Regions from separate parts of the Hordeum vulgare genome. Here region 2 is linked to region 1. The links are chromatin contacts, called in public Hi-C maps. All regions are on one chromosome and are shown on one strand. The core of a region is the stretch at or near the end of the contact, and the rest is flanking DNA. Distances in the headings are between cores, read along the strand shown.

Region 1 (6,540 bases), core at 2,183-4,682:
AACCTTCTACAAGGACCGCCTTCATTGAATTGGATTCAACTAAAGTGGGAGAGACACACACCCTCTAGCCACCTTTATGCAAAACAAGTTCCATGTCAATTGGTGGGACCGGTCTGTTGTGCGAGGGCAAGTAAGATTCGTATGAGCTGCTTCATCCCAAAATACCTCCGAATCAAAATAAGACTAAGGAGGTAAGCAATTTGAACATCAAGACCCACAAACAATTTGTGTTCTACCCATGCATAACATCTATGCATAGACCCAACTCATGATGCCACTACTGGGGAATATTGCATGTGAAACAAAAAAATTCCTACGCACACGCAAGATATATCCATGTAGATGCATAGCTATGAGAGTGGGAGTGTGTCTACACACCCTTGTAGATTGCTAAGCACAAGAGCATATAACGCGGTTGATGTAGTCGTACTCTTCATGATCCAATTGCGATTTGATCTGATCTAGCACCGAACGGACGACCCCTCCACATTCAACACATATGCAGCTCGATGACATCTCTGCTTCCTCAATCCAGCGAGTGACGGTGAAGTAGTTGATGGGTTCTACGATAGCACGGATGCGTGGTGGATCTAGTCCACCAGGGCTTTGCTAAGCGCTACTAGAACGAGGAACAGAGGAGCTACAGAGTAACAGGACAAAACAGGGGCACCAAGGGCATGGTATGTACTCTTGGGGCGCCCCCTGTATATATAGGTGGAGGGGCGTGATGAACAACCCATCCAAGCCCTAGGGCACATCCAAGGGGAGGAGGTGGAATCCTAGTCCTCGTCCGGTAACAGATTTCATCTGCTACCCGCATAACTAATTTTCAGCAATAGATCTCATCTACTACAAAATTATATTATGCAATACCCATACATTTCTTTCTATCCTAGATCATAGCCTACATCTACGCATAGTATGGCTCATGATGCCACTGTAGGGGAACACGATAGAAAACATCCGGTACTGTGAGCACGCCCAAGATCACTATGGAGATGCATACAGGGTTTTCGACCTGACCATTACCGACTCATAGCGCAGCGAAAGTAGAGTCGATGAAGATCGGCAGTGCAGATCCCGCAACTAGTATTTACAACCTCCCAACCGCGAGGATGTTCTCTATCGTCGGCTCCTATGACATCCCTTCGGGAGGCACTTGGACAGTCACTTAGACGATGTCACGGATAGCCCTTCGGACGGCACCCACAGAATCTCGTACGATCACTCGGACAGCCCTTCGGGAGGCACTCTCGAACTAAGAACGAAACTACAATCTCTCTACGGGGTTGCACATATACGATGTCAGCTATAATGGCAGAGCTTTGTCGTCCAGAACTAGTTCATGTCGAAACCCACACACCCTTTCACCTCGACGAAACTATTTCAGTGCTAGGGAGAGAGATCCAGATCATGCATGGCATTTGTATGAGAGTTGGAGTGAGTGTGGAGAGCTCCTATGTGCCTCTCTTTATAGGAAAACCAAGGGGTAGGGTTGGCACAAAAAATTACCAAAACACCCACACTTTATGCCACACATAAAGGGCATAAATGTCATAAAAGATGGCAAGCGAAGTTCCATGCTGGAGAACCGCCCTCGAACGTCCAACACCTTGTGCCCCCCCCCCCCCCAAAAAAAAGGGGTTCCCACCCTTCCGTGCTATCCCTAGATATTTTGGGAAGATTCCCTTTAGATATTTTCCTCAAAAGCAACCAATTAGTGCTTTTCACTATTCATCAAAACATTTTTCTGCGTCTGAAAAATCTAAAAGTTTTTCTATAGGCCTAGAACATGTCAAGTACCCACTAAAATAGATCTTGATGTGTGCCTAATCAATGATTTTCTCTTGCAAAAAGCGACCAAGAAATTTTCTTCGCCTCCAGAACATTTCTGATTTTTTTGCTGTAGAATAATTTCCAAAAGTCCCCAGAACAATTATGGCACTTCCGAAAAGTTCCGCACATATGCCAAAAACCTTTTTGGCTTAATGGTTTAGTCCAAAACAACATTTTAGTTTTACCGAAACTTTTTCGGTGTTCTCTCCGAAACCTTTCCGTTTTCTCCAAAGCTTGTCCGACGAATTTCTCTCATATTCCATGTCTAGTATTCAGTAGAGAGATGACCCTTAAGTGTGTGACCCTATAGGTTCGGTGAAGTATATAGACATGACCTGGAACACTTCCCGATCAATAATCAATAGCAAAACCATGGACACCCATACTGATCCGTGTACCCACACAAATGAATATTCGACCGAACCTGTAGTTTGGTGTCTGCTATAAATGTTGCTTTGTGATATGATACAGACACCTCAGGTGACACTTGTCGGCATTCCCATGGATCAACAACTTGTCCACTATGTCAGTTACCTCGTTACCATTTTTGTTCATTTTTCTCGTTTCCGTATTTCGGCATCCTGGTGATCAAATCACATTGTGTCTGGCGAGACGACGATGTATACCGTAACACCGAGAGGGCCCTAAGAATATCTTCCATCGTCGGAGGAGAAAATCCCAATCTTGAGCTACCAAGTTACATGTCATACTTTTGTGTGAACCCATAAGCAGTCGTAATAGCCACCTTGTCACAGATGACGTTTAACAAACCCCAAAGTTCACGAAGTAAGTACAAAGGAACTCGGTACTCTCTTGGTCTAAGGAATTTTGCAAAGTTAACTTTTTATGTGTTATAAAGCATTTACTTGTGACCAATATATCTCATAGCATAGCATCAATTCGGTTTGATTCAACACAAATGTTCTTCTAACATTGTGCCCTCAAAGTTGTCAGCATAGTCTTGCCCATTACGAGGAAAACAAGATCATCATGAAATACTTGTGCTAGTCTTAAAGGCATAACTAGCAATACATTTTACCATTTATTATACCACACATGCACATGAATTTTCCTCCGAGCCTCGTGGTTATTGTACACTCAGGAATCATTGCACTTATAGCATGGAACATAAACATTCGTTACAAACTTGAAGATACAAAATACCTATTATTATTGCCTCTAGGGTATACATACAGTCAATCTTTTAAAAAGATCGGTCGACGGAGGCATAGCAGCGTCTCTTTTTAAATGCATGTTTAATACTCTCAAATGTTTGATTAACATTTTTAAAAATATATGATCAACTTTTTCACACACATTTTATATTTGTCATGTACACCAGAAACATTTTCTCTATACATTTAATATTTTTCAAATGCTTGATTACATTTTTCAAATGTTTTACGTAAAGTCTTTTAGGTGATATGTTTCTTAGAATATTTAGAATTATCAATAGAAGTAGAAAAAATAAAGCAGAAAGAAAAAAAGAAAGATCAACTAAAAAACGAGGTTGTGGCCTCCAGTGCACCTCGCGCGGCCCACCTGGAAGTACTCTTGGCGCGATGGTTCCCTAATTCTCGCCAATCCACGGCATGGAATCAAAGAGGCCCGCCCATATCATATCAGCTGAAAAATATCCACGAATTAGAGGTATTTATGGAAACATCCTATTCTTCGCTCTCTATGAAGCGGTGTCATGTCAGGGCTTCACATAGAGAGCGGGGAGGGGAGTGATTTTTGCAGCGCCCCACTTTTGGGAAGCTTTCGAGCCGATCTTTTCCGGTTTTGGGAAATTCTAAAAGGTTCCTAAACCGGTTTTCTCACTTAATTTTTTCTTTATTCTTTTATGTTTCATTTTTTTTCTTTTTTTTGGTTTCAAAAAATGTTTTTGGATTTACAAAAAATGTTTAGTATTTTCCAAAAAATATTCTGGATTTCAAAAAATGTTTTGTATCTTCAACAATTTTTTCTTAAATCTTCTTAAATTGTTCTAAAGATTCAAAAAATTCTCGGTTTCAAAATTTGTTCTTAAGATTCAAAATATGTTCCTGCTTTAAAAAATTGTTCTTTGTTTCAAATTTGTTCTGGTCTTTTTTTAAATTGTTGTTGATTTCAAAGTTTTGTTCTTAAGATTCAAAAAATGTTCGTGCTTTCAAAATTGCTTGCGCTTCCAAATTTGTTCAAGACTTTTCAAAATTCTTCTCGTTTTCAAAATTTGTTCTCAAGATTCAAAAAATATTTGTGCTTTAAAGCTTTGTTCACTCTTTCAAATTTGTTTAGGGATTTTCCAAATTGTTCTCCATTTTAAAATTTAGTTCTCAAGATTCAAAAAAATATTTGTGCTTGAAAAAATTCTTCGCGCTTCCAAATTTCTTCATTTTTTTCAAAATTGTTCTCCATTTTAAAATTTTGTTCTCTAGATTCAAAAATGATCATGCTTTAAAAAATTATTCGCGTTTCCAAATTTTTCAGGATTTTTGAAAAAAGTTCTCAGTTTCAAAATTTGTTCTCAAGATTCAAAAATGTTCGAGCTTTAAAACTTTGTTCGTGCTTACAATTTTGTTCGGGGTTTTTCAAAATTTTGTTCTTAAGATTCAAAAAATGTTCGTGCTTCCAAATTTGTTCAGGATTTTCCAAAATTATTCTCCGTTTCAAAAAAAAAAAATCACGATTCAAAAAATGTTTGTGCTTCAAAACATTGTTTGCGCATCCAAAAAAAATTCCAAGATTTTTCAAAACTGTTCTCGATTTCAAAATTTGTTCTCAATTTCAAAAAATGTTTGTGCTTTAAAAATTTGTTCACGCATACGAATTTGTTCGGGGTTTTCAAAATTGTTCTCCATTTCGAAATACTGTTCTCAAGAGTCAAAAAATGCTCATGCTTTCAAAAATTGTTTCCGCTTCCAAATTTGTTCACAATATTCAACATTGTTATCGGTTTTAAAATTTGTTCCATAGATTTCAAAAAATATTCGTGCTTTAAAATTTTGTTCGCGCTTTCAAATTTATTTTCCATTTTAAGAAAATGTTCAGGTTTTTAAAAAATGATGGGAAATTCGACATTTCTTTGTTTTCATAAAAAAGGAAAAAGGAAAAGAAATAAAAAACGAACTAAAATGCTAAAAAGGAAATAAGAAGAAAAGGAAATAAAGAAACAGAAAAGAAAAAAAGAACTCGGCCGGCCTAGTCGGACGACCACACTGTGCGTCCTCGGCACTCCGAGACGCACAATGCGGCATGTATGAGCCCCAATTTTTATGGGAGCTCCTATTGGTGCTTCACGCGCCAACTTTTTTTTGAGACAATTCCACGAAGCTTTATTAATTCGTCACAATGTTTACAAGGACGGATGACACATTTCCTGGATGTCTTAACCAAACATGGCGGCTACCTCGCACGTTAAGAGCATGCTGCACTAAATTGTGAGCTTCAGAACTGGAACTGCTACGTTCGTAAACGAACTTACAAGAATGAAAAGAAATTGAAATGTCTAAAATTTCTTGAGCTATCGCACCGTAGGTTGCCGAGGTTCGATTCAGGATATCATTTACTACTACCTCACAATGTGAGGCAACGTGGATGTTTTGAATGTATAGATCATTCGCCACTGCAAGAGCTTGTGTGGTAGCCAAAGCTTCCATGGTAGGTGGATCTAAAATAAATCCGAAAAAAACGCCGCAGCTCCCACGAAAGTGCCCCTGATCCCTCGAGATGACACCAACAGACCCAAAGCCATGTCTAGAGACAACTCGAGCGGCATTTAACTTAGCAATGCCAGGTGCGGGAGGGATCCATTGTGGCACTTGTTGTGGGGGATTGCTGATCCTAGCACGAACATATTTGTTGTTGATCTCGCTCAGCTCCCCAAGATACGAGTTGATGAAGCCGTGTACGACTGCCGGCGAATGAAAAACGTCCTCATGAATTGCTTTCCTCCTAGCTCCCCAGATTGCCCATAGGGTCCCCATGAGGCGGGCAAAATCATCTTCTGCCAAAATTTCATGTAATGCAAAGATCCAATCCTTGGCGTTGTCCTCCATATGATTGCTCATTGCCTCCACTATATGTCCTTTGCTAGCACCCAAACACTGCTTCCCATAGGGCAGGTTAGTAGTGCATGTCGCCAAGTATCTCGGGCACCACACAAAGCACACATATCGATTGTCGCTATTTTTTGGTGCTACATCAGAATACCACATGGGATAGATTGTCTTGCCAATCTCCAAACGAAAACCCAAAGTTTTGAGGGAACTTCGATGTGCCAAATAGATGTTCATTGATTATTTCCAGATTCAATCACCAACGTACCCGCTTGCTCATCAATCGAGCCCTCTCTACTAAGCTTTTTGCGCATGATCATCCAATATGCCGATCAAACAGAGAATTTTCCCTTGCTACCGGCATGCCAAGCCCAGAAATCTGATGCGAATCGCGTACACAATGGAATCTTGAGGATATCTTCCGCATCAAAATGTGTGAACACCTGTCTAACCAACTTCTCGTTCCAGGAAGCAGTGGTAGTGTCAATGAGCTGAGCAACCAAAACCGGGGGGTTAGGCACCAGAGGGGTGATCGGTCTTTTGAAGCTATCTCGCGGAATCTAGTTATGGGTCCAAATGCCTGTGCTTGCCCCGTCCCCAATCCTTTGAATAACTCCCTGTGCAAGGATGTCTCGAGCATCCAAAATTGCCCGCAAAATCTAAG
Region 2 (6,540 bases), core at 1,447-3,946, 190 kb before region 1:
CAAAATTGTTCAAAATTCAAAAAATGTTGACAATTTTATGATTTGTTTCAGAACTTTGAAATTTGTTCTTGTTTCAAAATTTGTTGACAATTTGAAAAATGTTCGTGGTTTCAAAATTTGTTCACAATTTGAAAAGTGTTCATAATTTTATAATTTTGTTCATGAATTTGAGTTGTGTTAGTGCTTCACAAATTTAGAAAATGTTCAGAAATTTAAATTTTGTTCACGAATTTAAAATTTATTCATGTTTCAAAATTTGTTCACAATTCAAAAAATGTTTGCGATTTCAAAATTTGTTTGCAAATCTGAAAAAGTTCACAATTTTGTAATTTTGTTCATGAATTCGCAGTTCATGTTTCAAATTTTTTTCACAAATCGAAAAAAATTATGTTTCAAATTTTGTTCACAATTCGAAAAATGTTTACGGTTTTATAATTTTTTTCTTGAATTTGAAAACATGTGCTGGATTTTGAAAAAATATTCTTGTTTTTCAAAAAATGTTCTTGTTTTTTCAAAAAATTCTAATCAAACTTCCATAAATTGTTCAAGTTTTCATAAAAAATGTGCACAAATGCAAAAAAATTCACCTTTTCAATTTTGTTCTCGAATTCAACATTGCTTGCAATTTTTAAGAAATGTTATCCGAATCTCCATGGTACTGTGTGTTCTTACAATGTTTTGAACTAAAATGTTCAATAGGTGTTGTGTGATGGAGTGGCCGTGGCTGGTGGTTGGATTATGAGCTCGCGAGTTGGACTCCGGAGGGTCAAAACAACTAGCGGGTTGGTGGACCGGCCCAGCAGTGCATCGCCCCTATGCGTGCGAGCGAGAACCTATCCCACAATGCGGCGGGTAGGAGCTCCCACATAGGAGGTCCCCTCACTGTTGGCTAACAAACAAGGGGAGCTCCTATCATCGCATTATGTGGAAAACAGACTCCTCTTTGCGAGGGTGCGTCCGTATGAGCCGACCCTTTTGAGTTGAATGAACCGAGCTGTCTGGCGAAAAAAAAACATTACAACGGGTTGTTCGGCCTTCCTAGCAGTGCATCGCCCCTATGCGTGTGAGCGAGAACGTGCCGCAGAGAGCGACAGGTAGGAGCTCCCACGTAGGAGGTCCCCCTCACTGTTGGCTGACAAACAAGGGGAGCTCCTATTCACCGTATTATGTAGCAAGCAGACCCCCTTTGCATAGGACGCGTCCGTATGGACTGGCCCATTTTCGAGTTGAACGAACCAAGCTGCCTCGCAAAAAAAGAAAAATAACATTGTGTCGCGCATGCTGGGATTCTAACTAGAGACTTCGTGCTTGTGCATGAGTCCAGCTAATGAGCAGAGCAAACTATAAAGTCCTAAATTTTGCGGTTTAAACTGAACATTACTTAAAAAATGCAAATCATGCTTCAAATTCCAAACAGTTTAATTTAGTTAGGAATATTTTGAAACAAATGTGAATAAATTTTAAAATTTCACATTATCTTTTCAAACTATGAATAAATTTTGAACTTTCCATTTTTTTGTAAATGTGAACATTTTTCCAATTTGTAAACAACACTAAAAAAATGGACATCATTTGAAATTATAAAGAATCTATTTAAAACAAAAAAAATCAATTTTTCAGAAAATTGTTTTACACGTGAACTTTTTCCAAAATTCCAAAACAAGTTTGAAAATGTGAACATTTTTGAATTTGTGAAAAATATAAAAATGGGGACAAAATGTTAGAATCGGAACAAAATTTTAGAATAAGAACAATTGGAAAATCCTAATTTTTTGGGAAATGCGAACATCTTCTATATATTGAACACAAATCGAAACCCAAACTTTTTTCAAAACTTTCGAATATTTTTTGAATTGATTAAATAATTATAAAAGAGAAACAACTTTTGAATACATGCACAAAAAATTTCAAAACAACAACATTTTTAAATTTTCTGAGAAAATTAAGATTTGAAATCCCGCTCAATTTTTGAAAAGTTCTGAAAATATTGAACGAAAAACTTCTGAACAAATTTTGGAAAATAAGAAAAAATATTGAAATGCACAAAGAATTTCTTAAAAACACAAACATTATTTGAATTTATTGACAATTTTTGAATACATTACCATTTTAAAAAGAGTAGAACTTTATTTTGGATAAAGATTGAAAATTACGTATTTCAAACATTTTTTAAGATCTCAACCTTTTTCAAATTTGTGAACAAAACCTTCTATCAGATAGGTATTTTGAAATTCTAAACATGTTTTTCAATTTACGAACATTATTGAAATTTGGGAACAAAATTTGAAAACAAGAACATTTTTCTAAAAGTTTTTTTTGAGAAACGCAGAACATTTTTGAAACTTGGAAAAAATAAAGAAAACACTTGAAAAAGGTTAAAAATAAGATAGAAAGAAAAAGAAAAATAGAAAATGAAGAAAAGAAAAATAGGAAAAAGAAATAGAAGAAGGAAAAGAAAAGAAAAAACGGTTCAGGAATCTCCTAGAAGGTTCACAAAACCAGAAAACCGGCGGGGAACCATCTAGTAGTTTACTAAAACCGAAATCGAACAAACGTTCAAAGGTTTTAACGGACAGGCCCATCCAGGCGTCACCCGACAACTTTCCGCAACAAATGGCAAATAAGAATTTCCGACAAACAACATGGCGACTGTATCAGGAGCTCCTATGCGTCGCGCATTGCCGCAAGTAGTCAGTCAGACGCATAGGGGTAGCGCCCCCAACTAGACCAGCCCATCTTCGGCTCGCCCGCAAGTCAGCGGGTCCAATTTTTTTTGTTTGAAAAAAATCTAGTAGTAGTTTTTCTACTTTTTGCAATTTCGGTTTTTTCTCGAATTTTGGAACATTTTTTTCAAATTTCGGAATATTTTTTCAAATTTTAGAACATTTTTCTTGAAAAATCCGAAATATTTAAATAAAAATTCCAGCACATTTTAGCAAATTGTGGAACATTTTTTCAAATTCCGAAAGAAAATCAAATTTCAAATCATTTTTTTAATTCCGGAACATTTTTCAAATTTCAAAACATTTTTCAAATTCCAGAACATTGTTTGATACATGGTCGACATTTTTCTAGGCACTTTTTAACATTTAGATAATGGTTGATTAGCATTTTAATTGCAAGATTAAATTTGTTAAACATGATTAACATTTGTTAAACATGACTAACATTCTTTTGTATATGCATTTAACATTTGAAAGGAAAACGCTTAGTATCAACCTGTGGATTTTTACTCGTGCATGTGCCATCTTGGAGAAGCAATTCATATTCTTTGTGTATACCTTCTTTCCTTCCCGAATCATCAAGCATCTTCCATTATGCTACATGATCGGAGATGTTAGCTATCATAAAGACACCCACGAGTAGATCCAACCCGTGTCCATCGGCCACGGCCACGAAGGTAGCATGCTAGCATACATGGCCATGCAGGGCCGGTTCATACATTTCAGAGGCCCTGGGGCGAGATAACAAAATGGGGTCCTTGTAGATAGATAAAAATTTGAAATTTATCATATTTCAACAGCAATTCAGTAATCAGTACATAGTATAGATCAATGGTCTTTGAACAGGGACAATGAAACGCACGCCACATGTTATTTATTTGTAATAATCTAGAGAAGTACAACATAGTAGTACGGAAACAATATAGTTGTACAAAAGACCACTCTTCTAAGTGGCACAAAGAGACCATCATTTCATCAATTGATCTGCAAAACAAAAACCCATGTCAAAACTGGTAGCAAACTTAGCACTTCATGTTTACATTGATGTTCAGATCTACGAAACTTACATTGGTTTCTAGCCTCCCCAATCTGCATGTTCTTCACTTCATGTCTTCACCCGGAAATTTTTTCTCTAAGGCTTCCTGCATAAGGCACAACAAAGCAAGCTTAGCACTTCATGTTTATACTATGAAGATATGATCTTGGTGTTTCTTCTAACACTTCGAGAAGCAAAGTCATCAATAATCACATCAACATTTATTTCATCCAGTTTATCTTCTCAATGCGTAAAGTAGCAAGACCATTCAATCTTTCCTATGACATTGTTGATTTCAAATAATTTTCAATAGCTTCAACTTTGAGAAACTACGTTGAGCTGATGCTACAGTGACTGGTACAGTAAATAAAATTCGATAAGCTATTAATATATTTGGAAAACAACCTATGTCTCTAACATACTCAAAAATCTCCATAGCACGCAATGGCACATCAGAATCTGCTAAAGTCATTTGCAACATTCATAATTCTGAAAAGAGCTCATCTAATTCAACACCACCTCGAGAAAAACGCTTCTACAAATTTAGCACAACATTTGCGTAATTCAACATCATTCAACGTCTTCAAATCTTTCGAGTTAAGTAAAAAGCCAAATATACTTTGGAACACTTTAAGTTCTTCAAATGTGTTTTTTAGAGATACTTTTTGCAACATCAACCATAACTAAGAAGTAATTAACTTCAAACGCCTTCCCGGCTAATAGAACTTCTTCAACATTATCAGGTTCATCAAATTGCTTCTTCCTAGTAACATTACGTTTTACTAGAAACGATGGATATATTTCCATTTCTGATGCAAGTCCTTTCGCAATCGTTAAACTAGATGCAAATCCTTCATTTCTGTAATTTTCAAAAAAAAGCATCATTCCTTCAATTTGCTGCAAAGTAGAGTCAACACACATGGTCACAGACTGCAACTTTTTGCTCACCGTGTTCACAACAAATAAAATGTCATGACAAATGACCATGCCTAGTAAAATGTCATGCAAAAATATATTCTCTTCTCTTAGAGGCCCCTTCTCTACCAAAATATGCCTAGCTTTATCATCCAAATTATTCCAGTGTCGTGGATCTAAGATATCAGCAGTAAAAGGTTGTTGTTCACCAACACTTGGAATTTGTTAATTTGTTGAATCAGCTAGATTTTCATGCTCCCTAAGATTAATTTCATCCTCGTTGGTTACATAATCTTCATCTAAATTTTCAGTTTGCTGCTCTTCAACAGTCACTATGGCCAATTGCAAGGAGTTCCTAGAAGAACTAACTATTCTATTTTTTAATTGAACCTTTCTCGGATTCTATTAGTTCATCTCTGTATTTTTTCTCTTCCTTTTCTCACTACCAGATAAACATTTTCTAAAGACATGTCACCAATCAATTTGCAAAAAAAAGAGTCAATACAGGGAACAAAAGCACCTGGATATGGGCTCGATGTGAAATTGTCGATGTGAAATCTTCCCTGTGCTCCCTACACTCTCTATGTATCAAGAATAAATCAGTTTTCGTAGAGGAGTAGAGGACTAAGTAGCAGAGAAAATGAGAAATGGCAACCTGCTTGCTCCAGCCTCCAGAGATGCACCTGCGCAGGCCCTGCCCCTGCACCGGCGAGTAGAGAAGGGGCCCTGCCTCGAATCTGGACTCTGGAGGAGGGGCTCTCCACCGGCGAGTAGAAAAGGGGCTCTCCACCGCCACATGCCATGCACCGGCGAGTAGAGAAGGCGATGTCCTTTCCAGTTCCCCTGCTCCCAAATTCCGAATCCGAAGGAGGAGTCTCTCAGCTATTTAACATCAAATCTGCAGGACTGCGGGATTGGGGAAGGAGGGAGAAGATTGGGGAAGGGAAATCACCATTGGTCTCCATTAATGGCGGCACGGGATCGACGGCCTTGTCGCCTCGAATCACGCGCGGGACTACGGGAGTCGCGGCGTTGTTCCTCGAATCTGGACTCTGGAGGCGAGGCGACCGCAGGAGGTGAGGCAACGAGAGTGGTAACAGGCTCGCTAGTCGCTAGGTGCTGCGGTGCTCGACCGATCCCCCTACCTCCCAGGGGCCCAGGGCGGGCGCCCCGTTGCCCCGGCCTGTGGGCCGGCCCTGTGGCCATACAAAGCCTCTAATGGACATCACAATCCGGTCGTGGGCTATAACAGCAAGCACCATGGAGGTAGCATGCAAACTCGTCAGCTAACGCGACTAGCGATGGGGATTGGTGCCACTCGGGCCGGGAGCTCACACGTGGATGGCCTTGTGGTTCGTTGTGGCAACGCTTACGACGATGGTGTTGTCAGCAACGACGTCAATGTTTCTGTAACTTCAATTTTTGTTGATTTTTTGCAATCTCACCTTCAGTGAAAAAGTTTGCTCCCCAACAACACTCATGTTACACAAAAAGTGAAGGCAAAAAAGATCTATGGACATATCCGCAACATGATCTCTATTGCAAAAAAAATCTACCATATGACCTTCTTGGCAAAAATAAAAGTACAAAGATGTTTCCGTAACACGATCTTTGTTGCCGAAAATATTATATAATGAAATTTACTGCAAAAAAGGTACAAACGTTCTCGTAACATAATCTCAGTTGCAAAAGATTATGCCACATAATCTATGTTGCAAAAGTTAGGATGCTCATTAGTCATCACACACTGATGACGCAAAATCTGGCAGCTAGCAACCCGACCGATGTAGGGGAACACGACAGAAAAAAAATCGGTACTGCAAGCATGCCGAGGATGACTACCAAATCGTAGCACGACAGAAGTAG

Evidence for each region. A called contact is a pair of places that touch in the nucleus more often than the background predicts.
Region 2: a Hi-C map of seedling shows a contact between it and region 1, with 2.5 times the contacts expected there. The contact joins two enhancer-like sites. A contact is called at or near these places in 2 of 6 Hi-C or Micro-C datasets (leaf and seedling).

What each region holds. Positions count from the first base shown.
Region 1 is chr1H:373,186,658-373,193,197 of MorexV3_pseudomolecules_assembly, reverse strand. No RefSeq gene overlaps it. Among protein-coding and RNA genes, the nearest start is that of LOC123438304, 140 kb to the right of the region's middle. Within about 2 kb of position 3,432, at least 2 of the 3 cell types and tissues checked have open chromatin away from gene starts, as enhancers often do. A contact at or near this core is called in leaf and seedling, where this site is marked.
Region 2 is chr1H:373,380,892-373,387,431 of MorexV3_pseudomolecules_assembly, reverse strand. No RefSeq gene overlaps it. Among protein-coding and RNA genes, the nearest start is that of LOC123438304, 330 kb to the right of the region's middle. Within about 2 kb of position 2,696, at least 3 of the 3 cell types and tissues checked have open chromatin away from gene starts, as enhancers often do. A contact at or near this core is called in leaf and seedling, where this site is marked.